Regions from separate parts of the Cyprinus carpio genome. Here region 1 is linked to region 2. Evidence: chromatin contacts called from public Hi-C data. All regions are on one chromosome and are shown on one strand. Each heading gives the region's core, a stretch centred on a gene start, on an enhancer-like site or on the middle of the called end of the contact. The rest is flanking DNA. Distances are from core to core; before and after follow the strand shown.

The links. Hi-C and Micro-C count contacts between places; a contact is called where the count stands out from the background.
Region 1: a Hi-C map of skeletal muscle shows a contact between it and region 2, with 1.6 times the contacts expected there. The contact joins the promoter of LOC122137451 here to the enhancer-like site in region 2. A contact is called at or near these places in 2 of 8 Hi-C or Micro-C datasets (liver and skeletal muscle).

The regions. Positions count from the first base shown.
Region 1 is chrB5:9,508,747-9,513,410 of ASM1834038v1, reverse strand. LOC122137451 (immediate early response gene 5-like protein) reads right to left here and starts at 2,745. Exons shown (of 1, transcript XM_042724172.1): 1 at 448-2,745. The coding sequence starts at 2,565. The coding sequence ends at 1,657.
Region 2 is chrB5:9,475,643-9,480,654 of ASM1834038v1, reverse strand. No RefSeq gene overlaps it. Among protein-coding and RNA genes, the nearest start is that of LOC122137451, 33 kb to the left of the region's middle. Within about 2 kb of position 3,529, at least 4 of the 8 cell types and tissues checked have an H3K27ac peak or open chromatin away from gene starts, as enhancers often do. A contact at or near this core is called in liver and skeletal muscle, where this site is marked.

The DNA.
Region 1 (4,664 bases), core at 1,496-3,995, 34 kb before region 2:
TATACTTATACTTTTCTTTTCGTTGGATGTTCTATTCTTGGCCTGCAGGTGACAGTTTAATATCTCGCAGGTAATGGCATAGGCCTATATCTAAAATTAAAATTCAGGTGATCCAAAACAATAATGAGAATATTCATTTAGGAACTTGAATGCACAGTATTGGGTTCTAGAAATATTTGCCATTTAGTTCTGTAGGCTAATACCCTACTTGATTAAAAGTCTAAGATTTTCTGTTAAAGTGAGGTGTGGAAAATATGGCAGATATATTATAAATAAGACCTCGATTATTGTGGATATGGCAGATGAGACGTGCTAAGGATGTTGGATTTTGCATGTAACCTTTCTGTTGTGTTGCCTAATTGAGCGAAGCTCAATATCATCAGGCCTACATTTTAAGGCAGCTATAATGAACACTCTTGGTTTATCAAAAAAAGAGGCAATGCAAAGTAAGTTTCATTTTTTATTAAGGTTATAAATTTTAAACAAATACTTTCTAAAACAGTTTTACCCGGTGATATACAATTTAATATGCACAAAAATACAAGAATACCAACAAAATATGGAGAATACGTCTGAAAACGTCTTTAATTCAGTACACATAGTGCTTATTTAATGTGAGGACGTATGGCTAATTTATGAGATTGCCTTTTTAGAACAAAAGGTCTAAGTTTGTAGAAAATAAAATCAAACCCACAAAACCAAGCAAATGCTGGCATCATGAATTACTGTGAAGGCTTAAACTTTTGCTGAGAGTAAGGGGGCGGGAAACGGTTAACGCTGGAGACTGGATAGTCAACAAAAATACCTGGCAGATTAAATCACGGCGTGCATTATGGGAGTTGTAGTGTTAATTAATGGCCCCAACGTTCAGTGTTGATGAGGTGACTGGCATAGGCGAACTACAAACACACTCAGAGGAACTGGAGCTGTAGGTCAGTGCAGTCAACAAAACGCTCCAGTCCTCGCCACGTTCAACAGCACATTTCAGAATACAGAAAACAACAAACTGAGACAGGGAGGGGGTTCAAATATTGCACCTTCATTAGCCTACTTGATTGCCTTGTGTGATACTACAGAATGTAGTCTGTGTAAGCCAGTCCTCTTCCTGTAGCACGAGCTCAGATAGTATTGTTGTTGTAGCCTGTTCTACTGGTAAACTGGTAGTCGTTAAAACGTTAGAAAATGTGACACGGCAGATTAAAGTGTTATGTTCTGTGTGAGAAATAAGCGTGCAGTGGGTATAGGCTTCTCCGTTTGCAGCCTGTTATTCCCAACATTACATGGGCTGTAATGTTATTTTACAATACATCTTTGTGAAAGTTCCTGGGGAGGGAGAGAAAAAAGAAACAATCCACGAGCGAAACATTCAGATACTTTCCGTGTTTGTGGCCATAGCTAGCAGTCTGCGTTGGGTTTAAGGCAACGAAATTCAACTTGGTTTTAAAACGCTTGTTGTAGGCTATCGACATTTGTTTTAAAGGATACATCACAAGTGGTAGGCTACAACCACCGTCCGCCTCCCCCACTGAAACGAAACTAAAAACAAACCCAAATAAAAAGGCTTAAATAACTTTGCTGCAAAAATAAAAGTCAATTTGTCTTAGACTTTGTACATTTGTTTTTCATAAAGTATCTGTATTCGCATTAACCACAGAGTCAAAAGGCTACAATAGCTCTCGTCCAAGCCCCTAAACTCGCCAGGGCTTGTTTGCTACAGAACTGTCCGTTTAAGGCTTGCTCCAAGTCCGCCTGTCTGCTCACCAGTCCCGAAAACCCCGAGCCGAAGATCGAGATGAGGTTGGAAATGTTCGACGTGTCCAAGGGCTCCGTGCACGCGTATGAAGAGTCCTCAAATTTCGCTCTTTTACACGGCGTAAAATCCGGTACCTCTTCGATCTCGGACACGTAGTACCCAAAGTCAAGCTTGCGTTTCTTGGCCGGGCTCTGCGCGCCCTGGCAGCACTGTTGGAGCGAAGCGCAGCAGTCCTGATGCAAATACCCGTTTTCTACTGTGGTAACGACATGTGTGTCCAAATCGAGCACTGTAGTTTTGTTGCAGTGCATGCTGTTTACCGGCGAAAAGTCACAGCTGGACACGGGGTAAGCTTCCGCGCAGCAGCTGCGGTAGAACGAGGGTTCCTGCGCTTTGCAGACCTCCTCGCTTTGGAGAGCTAGGGGCACCGAGCAGGCGCTGCTAGGCTGGATGTGCTGCGCCGAAGGAGCCTGGTGACTGACGGGCAGGAGCGCACCGCAGAGGCTCGCCGACTCGGTCGCGCTGCCGCAGCAGTCCCCCGTCTGCTCCTCGCAGTCCTCCACCAGTTCGAGAGGGTTCAGCTCCTGGATCTCGTTGCAGACGGTCATCACCTCCTCGTACTGCTGCATTCTGTAGATTTCAGCGTACTTCTCGTTCATGTAGACTTGCCTGGCGTTCCTTAGTACATAAGAGACCAGCAGGTTTTTGTGCAGCTTGATTCCTCCTCTCTGCGTACGGGAGTTGTGGATTTTCCTTAATGATATCGAAATGAGACTTTGTGCATCCACTGCACACTCCATGGTGTTGATCATGGTCGGGGGTCGTGATGTTCTCCCACCACTCCGACGAAGGACACAAACTTTATTTTAGTCAGAATCACGATATTTCGTGCGGGGACGATGGCTTAAGTCAGCTCTGTGGAGTAACATTGAACGTGGTCGTTTCTGCCTCAGCGTGTGAGCGTAGGCAATCATTAGCCTGCGCTTGCTGCCATAGTATATATATGGCGAAGAACTTTCCGCCCACTTCGCCTCCGGCCAATCAGAAGCCGAGAATACCGTTGAGTGACAAGCAAATTCCACCAAGAGGTTTTGATCTCGTCCAATCACACAGAGGCGGTTCTTCTGTGCTATTCAAATTCCAAACTGACTTTACCAAACTGGAATGTTCTCATGAGGCGCATTGTGCATCGGAGTGCATGCTCTTGTCATGTGTGCCGGAGAGACTTCTTGAAGGATCTGACACAAATTCACCAAAATATTTCCTTTCATAAGTTAAAAAGTACTAAGCACTGTAAGTTTAACACAACTGAAAAACACGCTGTATGAGTTATTACGACCTGGAAGTTTAAAAGGTCATTAAAACTAAAATTTCTCTGTTTTGGGTAATCGATATTTTAAGAACATTATACTCATTTCCAACTTACATACAAACCGTACCAGCATATGAAACGTTACATTATTGATCATAAATATGTAAATACAGCTTTATATTTAATGCATTTTTTTTTTTTTAAAAAACATGAATGATATGGATGATTTAGACGGAAAGACAGCAAATGTAATTGACATGCATACTACATAATTAGTCTAAAAAAATATTGTATTATGTTTCTCTAATATAGATTCTTTATAGTTTAGCAAGGTTTAGGCTATACAGACATTTCAAACTGTTTGTGCAAGAACATTTTATTTCTTATTTATTTCTCTAATTGCTGTTCATTCTTCCCACTAGTATAACAGATCACAGCAGTTTTTAAGAGAATCATTTCGATATTCCTGGTCAACTCTCTCTCTCTCTCTCTCTCTCTCTAACACACACACACACACACACACACACACACACACACACACACACACACACACACACACACATGCACAAACTCAGTTCTCCAGTGGGAGCTAAAGCTTATATCTCTGCATTTTCACAATGCCCAAAATGTATTGTGAATACCCAAATGAATTGAAATACCCAAAATGTATTGAACGTATAAATAATCAATAAACAACTAAACAAGTAACCAACACACACAACCAAACATAAAGGATGAAAAGAGTAGCAACATTACAATCATGCATTAAAAAAAAATAGAATGTGAAAAATATGTAAAAACACTAACAATAAAGCTGTTTGTACAGTTCAAAGTAAAGCTTATGCTTTAATTTCCATAAGAAAAGTAAAATTGTTTGCAATGGTAAGAAGAGATATTGTTTAGCTGAGTTTAGCTGTGAGTTCTGTCATGCAACATTAATTTCAGAGAAGCTATCCATGAAATACAGTAACAATATGTAGGAGTCTTCTGAAGAGATTTAGAAAATTAGCTAATTTAATAATAAACAGCTGTAAATCAGCACTAAATGGTTAGATATAACTTGATATAACTAAAGAAATTTATGCATAGTTGCTTCAGACCGGAATGCGGACATTCAGATTTTGAGTAGCGAAAACTTTATACTGACTAGCTAATAAATCTGCCAGTGCTGCATCCTTTCATGCAACACGTTTGTGTAGCAGTGCATTCATCCACTCCATGTTAATATTTTGACACTTAAGACACATTTAAAATGTATGAATGTCATTGCATTAGAAAACAAAATATCAAATCAAGTGGCCTCTGCAAACGATGCTAGACTGCTTCTCCAATGTAACTTTTTTTTTTGGTAAGTACTTTTAATCATCTAATCTCAGGTTGATTTTTGGTGGATATATGAAGCCAGTTCTCCTCAATTTCATCCAGGTGTCCGAGCAGAGTAACCACGGGTGTAGTTCATCACATTAACCATATGTGATTTTAAAGATTTTCAAAGAGGCAGGCTTTTTACCTTTAAAAGAACAGCTGCATTATATCCAGTCACTTTACAGCTATGCCAAAAGAAGTTTGAGACACATCGGAATTCTACACAGATGTTTA
Region 2 (5,012 bases), core at 2,280-4,779:
GACAGATTTAAAAATGATTGTTGCGTTAGTGGTGTGTAAGTATTGTTGTGGTAATGCTGTAGTTGATCTTCCATGAAGAAGCATGGAGAAGCTTTTAATAAGTTTCGATGCCACTTTTAAAACTCTACATAGGCTCTTGACTCTTCATTTAATTTCTACATTATCCTTCCTTCATTTTAAAGCTGTATACTTCTTTGTAGTCATCAAAAAAATATGTTGCTTTTTTCCACATGCTGCTTCCATTTCCATATTTCTATTTTTCCATTTCCTTCTGTTTTTTCCTGCTAATGGAAACAAAGAAGGATGTCGAGGGTCCCTTGGTTCTTCAGTTCCAGCTCCAGTTAAGAAAGAAGAGGCCTCCGGTTGAGAGACAAACGGTTCATTCTGAAGTACATAGATCCATGAAGATGAACATGATAGCCATGAGCAGCCATTTAAACATGTCCACTGTAGTATAAAATGAATTCAGACAAGATTCTATGAATAACCGACACATGATAAGCTTCAGCTCCGGCATTAGTGGAACTGATTTGTTTTAGAAAAGAGACTGGTCTATGCCTCTACAAATTGGTAGCATATTTAGCACAGTAGAGAAATACTCATTAGTCACTTGATTGCACTATTAAAGGGCACAAAATGTTTGTGCTAATTTTGTTTTTGAGAGGAGCAGATCAGAAGATTTAATAAAGAATATATAAAAACAACCAGAATTTTGGAAAATAATATTTTTTCTCTCTCTCTTTAGTGCTCCCTGTCTTTCTGGCCTGTGGTGACCCTTGACCTTTCACATAAGACACAAACAAACTTCTGTCTGCTTCCTTGAGTGACGCAGGTCTCACAAAGCTCCTCTGTATCTGACTAGAATGAAAGGGAGTGACTGATTGCAGCTGAGGTCTCTCTCTCTTACATCTTGCATTAAAAATGTATTGCATATGTATTTCTTTTATTGTTCCCACAAATCTTAGAAACATTTGGTTGGGAAGATGACATGTTTAAAGGGATAGTTCACCCAAAAATGCAAATGTTGTCATCATTTACTCACCCATGTTGTTCTAAACCTGCACAACTTTCTTTCAACTCTGTCCAAACAGTGGACGTCCAAAATGGTTTGGTAACCAACGTTCTTCAAAATATCATCTTTTATGTTTCACACAAGAAAGATAGTCATACAGGTTTGGAACAACTTGAGGGTGAGTAAATTATGACAGAATCATTCCTGAACTCTCCCTTTAATTTGGGTTCAGTTTTGATTGATGAAAGTGCTCACTGTTGGCATAACAGTTTAAAAGACCAAACACTCAAGACTATGTGAACACTTTCTATCCAACATTATTCTGTATGTTTTACCTATTCTTCCTTTTGCATCAGCTTAGCTGTTAAACATTTTGCCATTGAACTGTTAGTTGCACAGAAGTGTAAATATAATGTATATAATTCAAACAGGTTTCTTAAAAAATGCCCACTTCCCTCTCTGGGTCAGAAAAACAGATAACCCTGTTTCAAAGTCTTGCCATTGGCTGAGCCAATTGTTACTCTGTCAGGCTACTGAAATTAATAGATATTGTATTTAAATGGATTGAGTTGAGTAGTGCACAGTTGTTTTGTGTGAAGATGTCCTGTAACTATTTTTTTCCTTCCTGGGATGATACAGTGGTAATAATACTGTTGCTTCAAACCATCATTTTATTCTTGAGAGGGTTTAAAATGTTCAAGCATCGGATGGTTTGGTGAAACCCGTGGAGAGAAATGAGGTGTTAGAATCAATTCAATGCTGCAATCATGTGCCATGATACTAATATGCAAGCTGGAGGCAACAGGCTCGTTCCAAGGATTTCAAGGCGTACAGAAATGTTAAAGTTTAGTGAATAGCACCAGCAGTGTTCAGAGTCTAGTGAAATTTTAGCCCCCCTAATTCTCATGCAGCCTACAGCTAAGTGAATTCTGCTGTAAAGTACATGAACTCTTGAGTTTTAATATGATAAACTTGTGTTACAATTGGAGGTAAGTTATAGATCAATAAAATATTAGATAGTTATAGGTTTATGTAAATAACATGTTATGCATTGAAGTGTTGCGAGCCCATCCATTGTAAAACTTGGGGAAAAAATGCCTGCACTGTTTAAAAAAAAAAGTAAGTTTTTTTTAATAATTTTTCTCTTGGGTAGGGAAATTCACATGGTCTAGTCCTCATTCAGTAGTGCCTGTTGAAGAAGCTAGTGAAACATTGGCCAAGTACAGCATCTCAGAGCTTTATATGTACAGTACACTCATCAGTACATTATCATATAAATAAAGAAACATGTTTGTTTGGATGGGATTGTGATTCCATTGTATTATTTTAAGCATCTTGGATTTGTGTGCCATTTTTCACCATGACATATAATATCATTTAAAAGGCTGCATTTATTTGATCAAAAATACAAAAATAATACATTTTTGTGAAATATTATTAGTTTAAAATAACTGCTTTCTATTGTGATATATTTTAAAATATAATTTATTCCTGTGATCAAAGCTTTTCAGCAGCCATTACTATAGTCTTCGGTGTCACATGATCCTTCAGAAATCACTCTAATATGCTGATTTGGTGCTCGAGAAACATTTCTTCTTATTATAAATTTTTAAAAAGCTGCTTGGTATTAAAAATATATATTTTATGTTGCAAAAATATGAAGTATCACATCTGTTCAATAGAATGCATCTGTGCTGAATAGAAAAATCTATTTTATATAAAAAAGTATTTCTTACCCCAAACATTTGAACAGTAATGTGTTAATATGGTAATGATACAATACCATGGTGTTACTGATACTATCACTGTGCCATGGAAAAGCACTTTTAATAATGTTACAATTGGAGGAACTCCTGTTCAGATTCTCGGTGGTGTACTTCGTTTGACCTCTGCTGCAGTGCTCTTGGGCTAGGCACAACCCCATCTGCCTGATGCTTATGTTTGTCCTTGTGCTCTGGACCCGGCCACTGTCTGGGTCAGATAAGCATGAGTATAGGCCAAGTAAAGAAAACTCATGCTAATTTGGAATGATTGAGAATATATAACAAAATACAGTACTGTTTTTTTTTTTTTAGCATTTCTTGCTTTTTTAGCATTTCTTGCTTTTCCAAAATTCTAGTAAACACAAAGCTCATATTTAATAAGCGTGGATACAACTACGGAACTACATCCCAACGTATGAATGTGTTTGGAAATGGGGAGAGGAAACAGGAGACCACAGCTGAAGGAGCTCTAGTTTCAAATCCTGTGGCAGGAAACTCTGCCGGAGACTCACCCCTCCCTCTCACCCTGTGTGCGTGTGTGTGTATTTTTAAGTATATAAAAGTATAGAGCATCCTGTTTCACCTGTCTATTGCCAATTTAGTTAATGTTTTCATTTTACATTTTGTTTACAAGTCTACATTTGAAAAATTGCTCTCTTTTGAGTCTCTGTGTGTGTTGTTGGGAATATGGTCACGTCTGTATATTTTCTGTTTAGAAGCGTCCTCGTTCTCGTGTCCCTGACTATTGCTGCGACTCTATTTTTACAGTGTTTACATAGTTAGTCACTGCTCGTTTGCGTCAGCCTTCCTCAATGCCCGGCTCAGTTTAGTGCTGGAAATACATGCACTTTAACAGATGCACGACACACACACACACACAAGCTCTGAAATCTGAGGTTGAACAGTTAAAACCGAGCTTCATCCTCATCCTGTTTTGTCTACAGTTGCTCTTGTTCTGTATCCCTCTCTGATCGGATGGGAGACACCCTGATGTTGCTCTATCTGCTCTGGATTTCTCTGGAGCACACGTATTCACACAAAAAGTGTACACAACCATGCACAGCTACACAAATGCTCACACAGGCGCACACGCTCACGGCCTCTGAGGTTAGGCTGGAATGTGTGTGATGTGTGATTGTGGAGGTTGGAGGTGGTGGAGCAAGTTCAGCTTGACAGAGCGGAGCAGGGCCTCTCTTATTACAATCTAAACCAGCTCCCACTGCATTTTTTCTGTTGCTCTCTCTCCCTTGCTTTCCTTCTCTGCTCACTCTGTCTGCAGTTTTCTTTTGCTTGCTATTTCTAACCCTATTTTTTCAGACTTCTTTCGCTCTTTCTCCTCTATCTCCCCTCCCTTGGTATATCTCTCACAGCTCTCTTTAAACATTGCTTGTTCTCCCTCTCTCTCTCACCAGCTCTCCCCTTCTGCCACTTTTCTCACTCTATCTCTGTTGCTCCCACATTCTGTCTCTCTCTCTCTCTCTCTTGCTACTCATGGGCTGCAGAGTGCATTGCAGCGACAGCTGCTGTTATAACCATCAACTGCAGCCTCCACAGCAACCGTTACTGTGGAGGAGAGACCACAGCAACAGCACTTCATACCACAGACCCCACCTTTGTTACACGGTTCAAGACAATTACAAAGTGATTATACTTTCTCTCTTGCTTTGCAGATATTGTGCCAAAAGTTTCACCGCACTGTACTGTCAGAAACTGTGCAAAATTAGCACCTTTAGGGGTACAAAAGCTTGTACCCTTAAAGGGACACTTGTGCTTTATCTACCCCTGGATGTTCAACTAAAAGTTGTCACAAAGAAAGACTTCACCATATCTATTTTTAAAATGCATGTTATAGATCTTATTGTAAATGACTCAGGTATACACTTAATTATAAATAATGGCAATGTTTAATAAAAATGTCATAACTGGAATTTCTGGTGAACAAGACAGGCTTCTCTTTGGTGACATTTTCAGGACTTCTCTAATAATTCAGTGCATTTAAACCTCGTCCTGCAAGCTCATGGTCACATACCTCCATTTCTGATGTCCAATCAACCAATCCAGTCAACACCCAATGCAAAGAACAAAGTCACCACACATTTTTTTCCGTTTTGATGTTATGTCACTATTTATCTGTTTCATATATAAAACAATTGATAACATATACATTGAGTGGCACATCAAATATATATAGCAAACACAGAACCAGTGAGGTTTGCTCTTGCATGCTTCCATGTTTA